Regions from separate parts of the Sus scrofa genome. Here region 2 is linked to region 1. A link is a contact called in public Hi-C data. All regions are on one chromosome and are shown on one strand. Each heading gives the region's core, a stretch centred on a gene start, on an enhancer-like site or on the middle of the called end of the contact. The rest is flanking DNA. Distances are from core to core; before and after follow the strand shown.

The links. Hi-C and Micro-C count contacts between places; a contact is called where the count stands out from the background.
Region 2: a Hi-C map of retroperitoneal adipose tissue shows a contact between it and region 1, with 1.7 times the contacts expected there. The contact joins the enhancer-like site here to the promoter of AMIGO2 in region 1. A contact is called at or near these places in 2 of 5 promoter capture datasets (fetal liver and liver), 3 of 47 Hi-C or Micro-C datasets (embryonic fibroblasts, heart right ventricle and retroperitoneal adipose tissue) and 1 of 2 datasets of contacts at active chromatin or transcription factors (skeletal muscle).

What each region holds. Positions count from the first base shown.
Region 1 is chr5:77,644,308-77,649,846 of Sscrofa11.1, reverse strand. AMIGO2 (amphoterin-induced protein 2) reads left to right here and starts at 4,099. Exons shown (of 2, transcript XM_005664161.3): 1 at 4,099-4,849; 2 at 5,195-5,539. The coding sequence starts at 5,255. The region is part of intron 1 of LOC100626841 (a long non-coding RNA gene); the gene reads right to left.
Region 2 is chr5:77,871,672-77,877,652 of Sscrofa11.1, reverse strand. No RefSeq gene overlaps it. Among named protein-coding and RNA genes, the nearest start is that of RPAP3, 190 kb to the left of the region's middle. Within about 2 kb of position 3,047, at least 6 of the 83 cell types and tissues checked have an H3K27ac peak or open chromatin away from gene starts, as enhancers often do. A contact at or near this core is called in liver and retroperitoneal adipose tissue, where this site is marked.

The DNA of each region.
Region 1 (5,539 bases), core at 2,850-5,349:
TTCTTTATACTTATAATGAAATGTTAGAAAATGAATACAAAAATACAATACCTTTTCAAATCGCCCCATGAAAATGAAATACCTGGGAATAAACCTGACCAAGGAGGTGAAAGACTTATATGCTGAGAACTATAGAAAAAACTATAAAACTATAAAACATTAATCAAGGAAATTAAAGAGGATTCAAAGAAATGGAAAGATACTCCATGCTCCTGGGCTGGAAAAATTAATATTGTACAAAATGGCCATACCACCCAAGCAAACTACAGATTCAATGCAATCCCTGTCAAATCACCCATGACATTTTTCACAGAACTAGAACAACCAATCCAAAAATGTATATGGAACCACAAAAGACCCAGAATTGCCAAAGTAATCCTGAGGAACAGAAATTAAGCAGGAGGCATAACTCTCCCAGTCTTCAGGCAATGTAACAAAGACACAGTAATCCAGACAATGTGGTTCGGGTACCAAGATAGACATACAGACCAGTGGAACAGAATAGAGAACCCAGAAATAAACCCAGACACCTATGGTCAATTAATCTTCAACAACGAAAGCAAGAATACAAAATGGGGAAAAGACAGTCTTTTCAGCACGTGGTGCTGGGAAACTGGATGGCCGCATGTAAATCAATGAAACTGAACATACCCTCACTCTATGCACAGAAATAAACTCAAAATGGCTTAAAGACTTAAACATGAGAAAAGACACCAGCAAGACACCACCAAACTCCTGGAAGAGAACATAGGCAAAACATTCTCTGATATCAACCTTACAAAGGTTTTCTCAGGTCAGTTTTCTAAGGCAACAGAAATAAAAGCAAAAATAAACCAATGGGACCTAATCAAACCTAAGTTTTTGCATAGCAAAAGAAACCATAAAAAAACCACAAAAAGACAACTTACAGAATGGGAAAAAATAGTTTCGAATGATGCAACTGACAAGGGCTTAATCTCTAAAATATACAAACAATTTATACAACTCAACAGCAAAAAAAGCCAACAACCCAATGGAAAAATGGTCAAAAGACCTGAATAGACATTTCTCCAAAGAAGATACAGGGATGGCCAAAAAGCACATGAAAAAATGCTCCACATCACTGATTATTAGAGAAATGCAAATCAAAACTACTATGAGGTACTACTTCACACCAGTCAGAATGGCCATCATTTATAAGTCTACAAATAACAAACGCTGGAGAAGGTGTGGCGAAAAGGGAACCCTCCTGCACTGTTGGTGGGAATGTAAATTGGAACAACCACTATGGAAGACCGTATGGAGGCACCTCAGAAAACTAAACATAGAACTACCATATGACCCAGCCATCCCACTCTTGGGCATATATTCAGAAAAAAAATTTTCCTTGAAAAAGATACATGCACCCATATGTTCATTGCAGCACTATTCACAACAGCCAAGACATGGAAACAACCTAAATGTCCGTCAACAGATAACTGGATTAAGAAGATGTGGTATATATACACAATGGAATACTACTCAGCCATAAAAAATAACAAAATAATGCCATTTGCAGCAACATGGATAGAACTAGAGACTCTCATATTAAGTGAAATAAGTCATAAAGAGAAAGACCATATGATATCACTTATATCTGGAATCTAATAATACAGCACAAATGAACCTTTCTACAGAAAACAAAATCATGGACTTGGAGAACAGTCTTGTGGTTGCCAAGGGGGAGGGGGAGGAAGTGGGATAGACTGGGATTTGGGGTTAATAGATGCAAACTATTGCCTTTGGGATGGATAAGCAATGAGATCCTGCTGTATAGCACTGGAAACTATATCTAGTCACTTAGGATGGAGCATGATAATGTGAGAAAAAAGAATGTATATATGTATGTATGACTGGGTCATCTTGCTGTATAGTAGAAAATTGAAAGAACACTGTAAACCAGCTTATAATGGGGAAAAAAATCATTTAAAATAAAGTTTAAAAAAATAAAAATCTGAATCTTAAAAAAAAGAGTAAAAACAGAATTATGTTGTATTAAAAAAAAAAGAAAGGAAGTGAAATAATGCAGTGGCCTTCAAGCCACTTCAAGTGGTTCCTCTTTCCCTCTCTTCTGTCTTTCAGACAAGCTTTTTGAGGTACAGAGAGCAGGATGGCAATCAGCCGATTCAGGTTGGGTAAGCCTGGAATAGGTTCCCCATTCATCATTTGATTTATCAAAAACTCATCCAATGACAAGGAAGTGTCTAACAGGATTCTAGAAGCTAACAATAGAGCAGCGTTCAGATCATAACATTTCACCCTTGTGGAACATACCATCTAGTGGAAAGAGTGAATCTGGCAAAATTACCTTCACAGAGTAAGGTCGGAACTTATACCACTATTAAGGTTGATTATTAGCTCTCTATTCACCAAGCCAAGGAAACCCATCCCTTTCAAAACTCTTTTCCTCTCGGCAAATGAGCAGAATCCTCAAAATTAGGTCTTCAAATAGATATATAAATGTGCCTGTGGATTTTGAGTGCATTTTTTTTATGCTGTGTAATCTTTGCATAATGTTGGAATGATGTGCCTGCTGCTCTTATTACAGAAGCTTCTGTTTCCATTTTTGAAAGTCACTTTTCTTTTTTGACTATTTTTGTTTTAAATAGAGGTCTTTCTGCCACATGCATGGTTTCCTTCGAACGTTAGTTACTTAGTAAATACTACAAATACCTAGTTATTTATTAGTCATTTAAAAGTATTCCTCTGAATACTTTTAAATCTATTTCTCTGTGTTAATCATTCTAACCGCAAAAATAAAGGCCTGGAGACCAAGTTTTTTTCTTTGAGAACCCCAAAACTTAGAAAACATCAACCTCTGCCTCTCCCCTGGGAACAGTAAGCAATGCTTTCCTGAAGCATTTCAGGCTGTATTCTTATGAGAAACTTCAACTTTTCATGAAACTGAAACTAATCTGAATCAAGCTGTTCTCAACTGAAAAATCTTGATTTACCAGTGCTATTGCACAGTCATTCCATAAAAAGCCTGACTGAATTAATGATGCATTAAATTTGGCACTTTCGCCTAACAGATCTACGCTACAACATGAATCCATTCATGGACAATGCAGGGGCCAACTCTCATTAACTTCAAGGTTGCTCAAGTGATGGGGGGAAGGAGCGAATGAGTTGTCTTCGTCATTATTCCTATTTTTTTAAAGTAATATTTTACTCAATTGTTTTTCTCAATTTGCTCCTCTTTTCAATGTCTTTCTCCCTCTGCTTTGGTTAGCATCTCTTGTCAAGGCAGTAATATAGCTCTTTTAAGCCGGATATAATGGATAAATGGGCCATTTGGCTCAGTCAAATCCCATCGTTAAAACTGATCTCGGAATTAAACAAAAATGGATTTTTAATCGGAAAGCTCATCAGCTCCACATCCCCCACCTAACTGTGCCCGGCCTTGCCCACCTGGCCTTGCCTCTTTCTTAACCTGCTTCTAGGGAAGGGATGAAGAACCTCCGCGCAGACACCCTCTCTGGGATCAGTCACTGTCCATTGCGAACACGATAAAAAAAAAAAAAAAAAAAAAAAAAAAAGTCTGGCTCTGGGTCCCCCCCCCCCTTTAAGCTTAATACTCTTATCTTCGCCTCGACTCCAACCCTTTTTTCCTGCGCTTCTCCATCGCGAATGGGGCACCTTGAAGCTGCGTCCAGAGTTAGCAAAGGGATAGAACTTTCCCAAGGAGGTGCGGAGTGTCCCCGATGCGCTTTCCCGCTTCCTTCCCCCAAGCAGAGATCCTGTTGCATGGGAGGGAACGTGCCCGATTTCCCTTCCCCCTCAACCTCCACCCCCGAATGTGGGCGGAGACGGAGGCTGCTTCTGTGTTTATTTTGTAAACCTTTAAAACCTACCGCACTTAGCGCTGTGAGAGCCCCCGTGGCCTTTGCCCACTGAAAGCCGTATGAGGTCGGGGAGCTCAGCTGACTGGCTGGGAGAGAGACGCGACCTGCACAGTCGGGACGAAGTGGGTCTTCTAGGGAGCGACCTCTCCCTTCCGGGATGGGCGTGTCCCTTAACCTCCCCCACCCCATCACCCCGCAGATAGGGGCTGGGCGCACGGACGCAATCCTCAGAAGCGCGCGAGCGCGTCCACCGCTTGGGGGACGCCAGCCCTGGCCTCGGGTGTGGACCCCTGCCCCGCCTGCGCGGCCACCCTCCCGGGGCGCGGGAAGGAGCGCGGCAGAGGTGGCAGCAGTGCCGCCGGGTGGGGGCGAGGGGGGTACCAGCCGCCGCTCGGATTGGCTGCGCCGCCGCCCCCTCCCTGCGCCGCGCGCCCCCCGTCGCGCGCTCGGCCCGCTCTCGTCCGCAGCGAGGGAGCTGGTTCCCGCTGGAGGGAGGACGCGCAGGGGCGGGACCGGTCTTCCCGCCCCGCACCCGACCCCAGGCGCGCCGGGATAAAACCCGGCCAGTGCTGCGCGGGGAACTCGGGTCCCTGCAGCCTCCCAAGCACGGAGAGGCGGGGTCGCTCCGACCCCCTGCTCGCGCCCCCGCCGCTTGGGCCCGGCTCCGGGAGCCGGGCGCCTGGCGCGCGGGCACGCGACGGCTCGAGTGCCCAGGCGGTACCTTCAGCGGAGCAATGAAGAGAGCTCGGGAGAACCAACCGGAGCCGGCCGAGCTGTTTCCTGCGCTCGGGGTTGCTGCCGCCACTGCTATTGCTTGAAACTCTCCAAAGTTGCGAGCCAGCGAGAGGCTGCCGCCCGCCGGGAGCAAAAGGGAAAGGAACTCTTAAGATGCCAGAGTGACAGACATAGACAGACGGACGCACAGATCTGCAGAAGACACCACTGTGGGCGGCCTATTCCCGGTGCCCCTGAGGCTACCCAGCTCTGTGAGTTGCTTTCTGTACGGGTAGCTTGCTTGCTAAGTATTTCCTTATAATTGTTTATAAGATGCGTTTGTGTATTTCTGTGTTTCTTGGAGAGAGTTTTTAAAAAAGGGGGGGGACAACGTATGATGCACCTTAAAAGAAATTGTTTCAGATATTGATACGGTTGTGTTGATAGAATGCATCCAACAGTAAAGAGGACACATAGGCTCCCCAGTGGGGAAAAAAAATAAAAAACCCTCGATTTCAAAAGTTATGGGAAAGAAAGCTAGCTATTACTCTTAAGGGTTAACTAGGGGTAGTTAACTTTGCTTTTTTACTCCTCTTTAAATATTGATTGTTTACCAGGTTGACTGGTGGGAGGCTGAGCTGGTGGCAAAGGCGCCCAGAAGAGACTTAGAGGCGACCATGTCTTTACGTTTACGCGCACTGCCCACCCTGCCTAGAGTTGTCAGACCGGGCTGCAGGGAACTGCTGTGTTTGTTGGTGATCACGGTGACTGTGAGTCGTGGCACCTCCGGGGTGTGCCCCACCGCTTGTATCTGTGCCACTGACATCGTGAGCTGCACCAACAAAAACCTGTCCAAGGTGCCTGGGAACCTTTTCAGGCTGATTAAGAGGCTGGATCTGAGTTACAACAGAATCGGGCTTCTGGATTCTGAGTGGCTGCCGGTTTCCTTTGTAAAGTTGAAC
Region 2 (5,981 bases), core at 1,798-4,297, 230 kb before region 1:
CAGGATGAGAAATTAGGTCTTGCCACCTGCATTCCAGTGCCCTGTGTCCCACTTCACTATGTCTCTGAATCTGAAGGGTTTGGTGTACAACTGGGGCCACGGTTATGTGCCACATGGCTTCATTTACACTAGGGTTTCTCCAAAATCAGCACTATAGATATTTGGGGGCCAGGTAATTCTTTGTGGAAGAGGGCTGTCCTATGTGTATTGGACACTTAGCAGCATCCCTGACCTCTTTCTACTGTTTGCCAGTAGCACCTCAGCCCCTCCCATGTGACAACCAAAAATGTCTCCAGACATTGCCAAATGTCCCCACGGGGCGGGGAGGGAGCAGATGAGGAGACACGGTCATCGGGTTGCTCAGCCTTATTCGTACTGTGTTGCTGCTATTGACGAAAAGTCAAGGAACAACTGAAGTTAAGAAGAAAAAAAGGGGAATTTTATTGGAGCCAAACTGAGGCTTATAACCCAGGAGACGGACTTTCAGACGCTCTGAGAACTGTTCTGCCGGGTAGAGGGTCCAAGGCACAGTCGACACATTTTTGAGACAAAGGATCGTATCAAAATGGGATGCTGAGGAAGTTCCCATTGCGGCTCAGTGGTAAGGAGCCCGACTAATATCCATGAGGATGCAGGTTCAATCCCTGGCCCGGCTCAGTGGGTTAAGGATCCAGCATTGCCGTGAGCTGTGGTATAGGCTGCAGACGTGGCTCGGATCCTGTGTTGCTGCGGGCTGTGGTGTAGGCCAGCAGCTGCAGCTCTGATTTAACCCCTAGCCTGGGAACTTCCATATGCTGCCGACGAGACCCTAAAAAGCCAAAAAAAGAAATACTGGTAGTTGCCATACAGGATACAGAGTCCAGGTAAGCAGGTACAAAGCCAGCAGCAAGTCACCATGACCCCCGACAAAGATGGGGAAGAATACTGTTCTTTTAAGAAGTTACATTGCTAGTGTCAGAAGAAAGGGGACCAAAAGATAGTTCTAATTTTTTTTCTTTTTAAGGCTGAACCCACAGCACATGGAAGTTCCTGGGGTAGGGGTCGGATTCGAACGGGAGCTGCAGCTGCTGGACTACACCACAGCCACAGCAATGCCTACACCACAGCTGTTGCAACACTGAATCCTTAACCCGCTGATCAAGGCCAGGGATCAAATGCACATCCTCACGGACACTATGTAGGGTCCTTAACCCTCTGAGCCACGATGGGAACTCAGGAAAAAAGATCTTTATGGTCGAGCAGGCACTCTTGTCTTTGAGGAGCTTTGGTTACTGTGCAGATGCACGCTACACGTTCTGGGGTGGGGTGGCGGGGAGAAGGCCCCAATAGACCCGCAGAAAGAATTTTATGTTAAATTTTTCTTATCTGCCTTAAAATACAAATTTTATTTCATTGCTGCTAAGAGAAATCCTGGGTGGCCGGGGTGGTTTTGCTTGTTTTACTGAAACCTGTCTCCAGCCTCATCCTTAGCCAAGCTTCTCAGTGACCCACTTGCTTTCCTGGTGCCTGTGCCTTGTCCTGAGTCCTTGCTGCCTTGCACGGGGCCTTGCCCATTTCTCTCTCCCCAGCTCAGAGCAGGTCCCCTATCTGGATGCCCCTTGTGTTGGAAGCAAAGATGGCCCCCTTGTGGGGCAGGGTGGGGTGGGGAGAGCGTAATGAGCAGCCGAGCCAGTGCTGCATTTGCACCAGAAAATCTGGGTGTGGAGTTCCCGCTGTGGCACAATGGGACTGGAGTCTCTGAAGCACCCAAGACACAGGTTCCACTCCTGGCCCAGCACAGTGGGTTAAAGGATCTGGTGTTGCCACAGCTGTGACGTAGGTCGCAACTTTGGCTGATTTGATCCCTGGCCTGGGAACTCCATATGCTACCCCGTGGCCAACAATGGAAAAAGGAAAAAAAATAAAAACAAAAAAACAAACCCAGGCTTGAACCCTTTCCTCCTCTGATGCATCCTACCTTGTAAGACTGTCGTGAGAACAAGATGTGAGGATGTATGTAAGGATCCGGCGTTGCCGTGAGCTGTGGTGTAGGTCGCAGACGCGGCTCAGATCCTGCATTGCTGTGGCTCTGGCGTAGGCTGGAGGCGACAGCTCCGATTCAACCCCTAGCCTGGGAACCTCCATATACCTCGGGAGCGGCCCAAGAAATAGTAAAAAGACAAAAAAAAAAAAAAAAAAAAAAAAACCTGTAATCTCTTCACGCAGAAATAGCAGTTAACACTTTAACATAGATGCTGCGAGAACTCATTAAAAACGAAAGGCACTCATGATTGTAATTACAATTTTGTAAAAGCAGTTGTTGATGAGGTGGAGAAAGGGGAGAGTCTGAGGGCAGCAGGTTGACCTGGTGGGAGAGGGAGCTGAGGGGGGACAGTGGACCTATCTTCTCAGAAGCCTCCAATCTGGCAATGAGTTGAAAAATCAGTTAAAGCAGTCAGTTAAAGCAGGGAAACAGTGCAAATGGAAAACGCTTTGAATATTTTATTAAAGTAAGCTGTATTAAAAAAAATTAAATGTACCCTCATTTGACGATTTGCCCAAGGCGCGCAAAAGTTCCCAGGGAGGGACTGAACCTGCACCACAGCAGTGACCCAAGCCAGAGCAGGATCCTTAACTGCTGGGCCACAAGGGAACTCTTCATTTGACAATATCTTGAAAGGACAAAGGCTCTTCTTTAAGGATGTGACAGCTGATGGGAGTTCTGTGCAGAATTTGAAAACGTAAAAACTGACACACTGGTCAGTGGTTTCCAGTCTGAACATCTTTAAAGTAAGAAGAGAACTCAGAGAGTTGGGAACCGCTCTGAGTTCAGAATTCGTCTGGATGAAACAAAATTTCCCAGCTTTTTATCATTTGTCTTGCCTATGCCAGACTTTAAGAGTTTGCTTTTGTTTTGTTTTTTTTTTTAAGCTACTTTCCCTTTATTGTTTATTAGAAGCATTCCGTTTGGATTTTATACAAAACAATTCTCTTCCTCCCTCCTATTTCCTTAGTTTACAAAAACAAGTGAAGCTGGCCAAGCCGGTTTGGGGACAAACAGATCTGACTCATGGTGAACCTTATTTGTGGGGACGGAAGTGGCCCAATGATCCTGAGTCCTGCCTCCTGGACACAAGGGCTCACTGGCATCAGACAGAATGTTTAACGGAGGGAAAGGCACACACTGGCCAATGCAGCTTTGAAGGTTTGAATACACTGAAAATACCGAAAAATGATTCGTCCGGGAGGAGGCTTTTGCTACAAGAAACAGAAACCCTGACTCAACTGCTTTTTTAAAAAATAAGGAGATTAATTATCTCAATTAACAGGAAGTTTTGGAGTAAGATGGGCTTCAAGGTTGGTTGATTCAGGGATTTAACGGTGTCCTGGGGGCCCCACATCATCCCCACCTCTCGGTACTGCTAGCCACAGCCTCAGCATCACAACTGGGGCCTGGTCAGCAGCTGGCGTTTCAGGTTTTCTTTCTTGCTCAGCGGGTGTTAGAAACGAGGAGTCCCCCAGAATCAGGCCCTTCCCTTCCATCCAACTGGCCCAACTTGAGCCCCACGCCCACCCCAGACTTCGTAATAACCATCATCAGAAGGATGGCATATGCTGGTTTAGAAGTCAGCATCGCGTGCTGGAGCTGCAAATGGGTTCCGTTTCTCATTCCCGTGAATCCCAGGAGCTGGGCGAACACGTGAACAGAACTGGGTTCTGTTACGGAAGAGGAAGGAGGGAGGATACTGGAGAGCGGCAGTGATTGCTACGAGAAGCTTCCTCCTGAACCGGCTCACATCCAAGTTATCAAAGGCTTCCCTTTTGCCGAATCCAAGCACCTGCTTCTTTTCTCCGTCCCTCGGCACTTTTTTCAACCTGTCACGTTCTTCTCTCAGCCTTGAGCACAATCTCTCCTGGGTGGATTTTCCTCCGAAAACACTCGTGTCTCCCATGCTCTTCTCTGAGCACGCTTGTGCTCGATTTGGGCCCTTATACTCTTCTTCTTCTTTTTTTTTTTTTTTAATAATTATTTATTTATTTTATAATTTTTTTTTTTATTTTCCCACTGTACAGCAAGGGGTCAGGTTATCCTTACATGTATACATTACAATTACATTTTTTCCCCCACCCTTTGTTCTGTTGCAACATGAGTATCTAGACAAAGTTCTCAATGCTATTCAGCAGGATCTCCTTGTAAATCTATTCTAAGTTGTGGGCCCTTATACTCTTCTTCCTTTTCTTCTCTTCTTGTCTTTCCCCAACCTCCCCCTCTCTCTTCCATCCACATGCATTGGCTCCAGTGTACCTGTTCTCCCCAGTTTAATTTTTTTTTTTTTTTTTTTTTTTGGTCTTTTTAGGGCCACACCGCAGGCACATGGAAGTTCTCAGGTTAGGGGTCCAATCAGAGCTGTAGCTGCCGGCCTACACCACAGCCACTGACAACACAGGATCCAAGCCTCGTCTGTGACCTATACCACAGCTCACGCAACTGGGGATCCTTAACCCACAGAGCAAGATCAGGGATGGAACCTGCGTCCTCATGGAACCTGATACCAGTCAGGTTCATTTCCACAGAGCCTCAAGCGGAATTCCTCCCCACAATTTAAAAGTCAGTCATTGGCAGGTTATCCACAGGCTTGGAGCTTTGAGTCTGTGGTGCCCACTGGCTGCTTGCGCCCTCTATCCGAATGGATGTCTCATAGCATCTCCAATCCAATACACCCTGGGAAACAGAATGTTTGGTCCCTCCCCACCCTCTGTCTATCAAACCTGTTTCTCTTCTATTGGTCACCACCTTAGTGGGAGGAGCCATTTTAGTGAGAGGCACCCTCTTAGTGAGAGGGCTGTACACAGCTGCTACATTCTTAGTTCCTTTTGTCCCAGGCCACTCCCATCACATACTCCATCAGCAAGTCTTGTCATTTCTTCCCCAAGACAGCTTAAATCTGTCCTCTTTCCTCCATCTTCAGCTGCAACCATCTCATTGAACTACAATGATAATCTGATATGCTTCTTTTGCCCTCTGCACAGAGGCCAGAGTAATTTTCTAAAAATGTTAAGTCAGATCATCTCATGCTCATGCATAAAACCCTTCAGTGGCTTCCTGTTGTGGGCAGAACAAAATCTAGATACCTTATCATGGTCTAAGTGGTCTTACTCAATCCGGTCTTGACCTCTCTCTGATTTCATCCTGGCTTTAGGCACCTGGACCCTTTTCTTGCCGGTGAAAGTGCAGACTCACTCCCTCTCAGGGTGCTTCAACTTGCTCTGCTCCCTGACTTTTGCATAATTGGATCTTTGCTGTCACTCAGGTCTCAGCTTAAAGTTCCTGTCACAGAAGCCTTCCCTGATGGGACAGTCTGAATTAGCACATTGCTCCCCATCACTCTCTACTTTTAACCTTATTCCATTTTTGTTCTAGAATGTATGGCTAGTGACATTACCTTTTCCCTTAGTTGGTCGTTTTCTCTCTCCTTCCCATTCATACTAGCCTATTGCTATCCAGGAGCAGGACACTTTGTCTTATTTGCTACAGTGGCCTCCACACCTAGAATAATAGAGCAAATAATAATAAGGACTTAAAGAGTGAATAACTTAAGTTATCTGATGTATACCCTACTTTCCAAAAGGAATAATCCCTTGGGAATGGTCAATAGAGGTCACAGGACAAGCAGCCCACTTTTCTTTGAGTTATCACTTAATTATTTAGCAAATATTTATTGCCAGATAGTGTCCTAAGTCCTGGAGGAAACCACATGAAGAAAGACTAAGACCTGCCTTCAAGAACTCACAGGTTAGTGGGTGGCGGCAGACTAAAAATTTAGAAAGTTGCAGTTTGGCACATGCAAGGAGAGAGGGAAGCAAAGGATGGTATTGGAACCCAAGGAGAGCACCTAGTCCAGAAGGTTGAGGTCAAGGAAGGCTTCCTGGAAGAAATGCTATCTCAGGTGAGTCTTAAGGATAGGAGTCAGCCAGGTGAAGAAGGGATGGAAGGTGGGAAT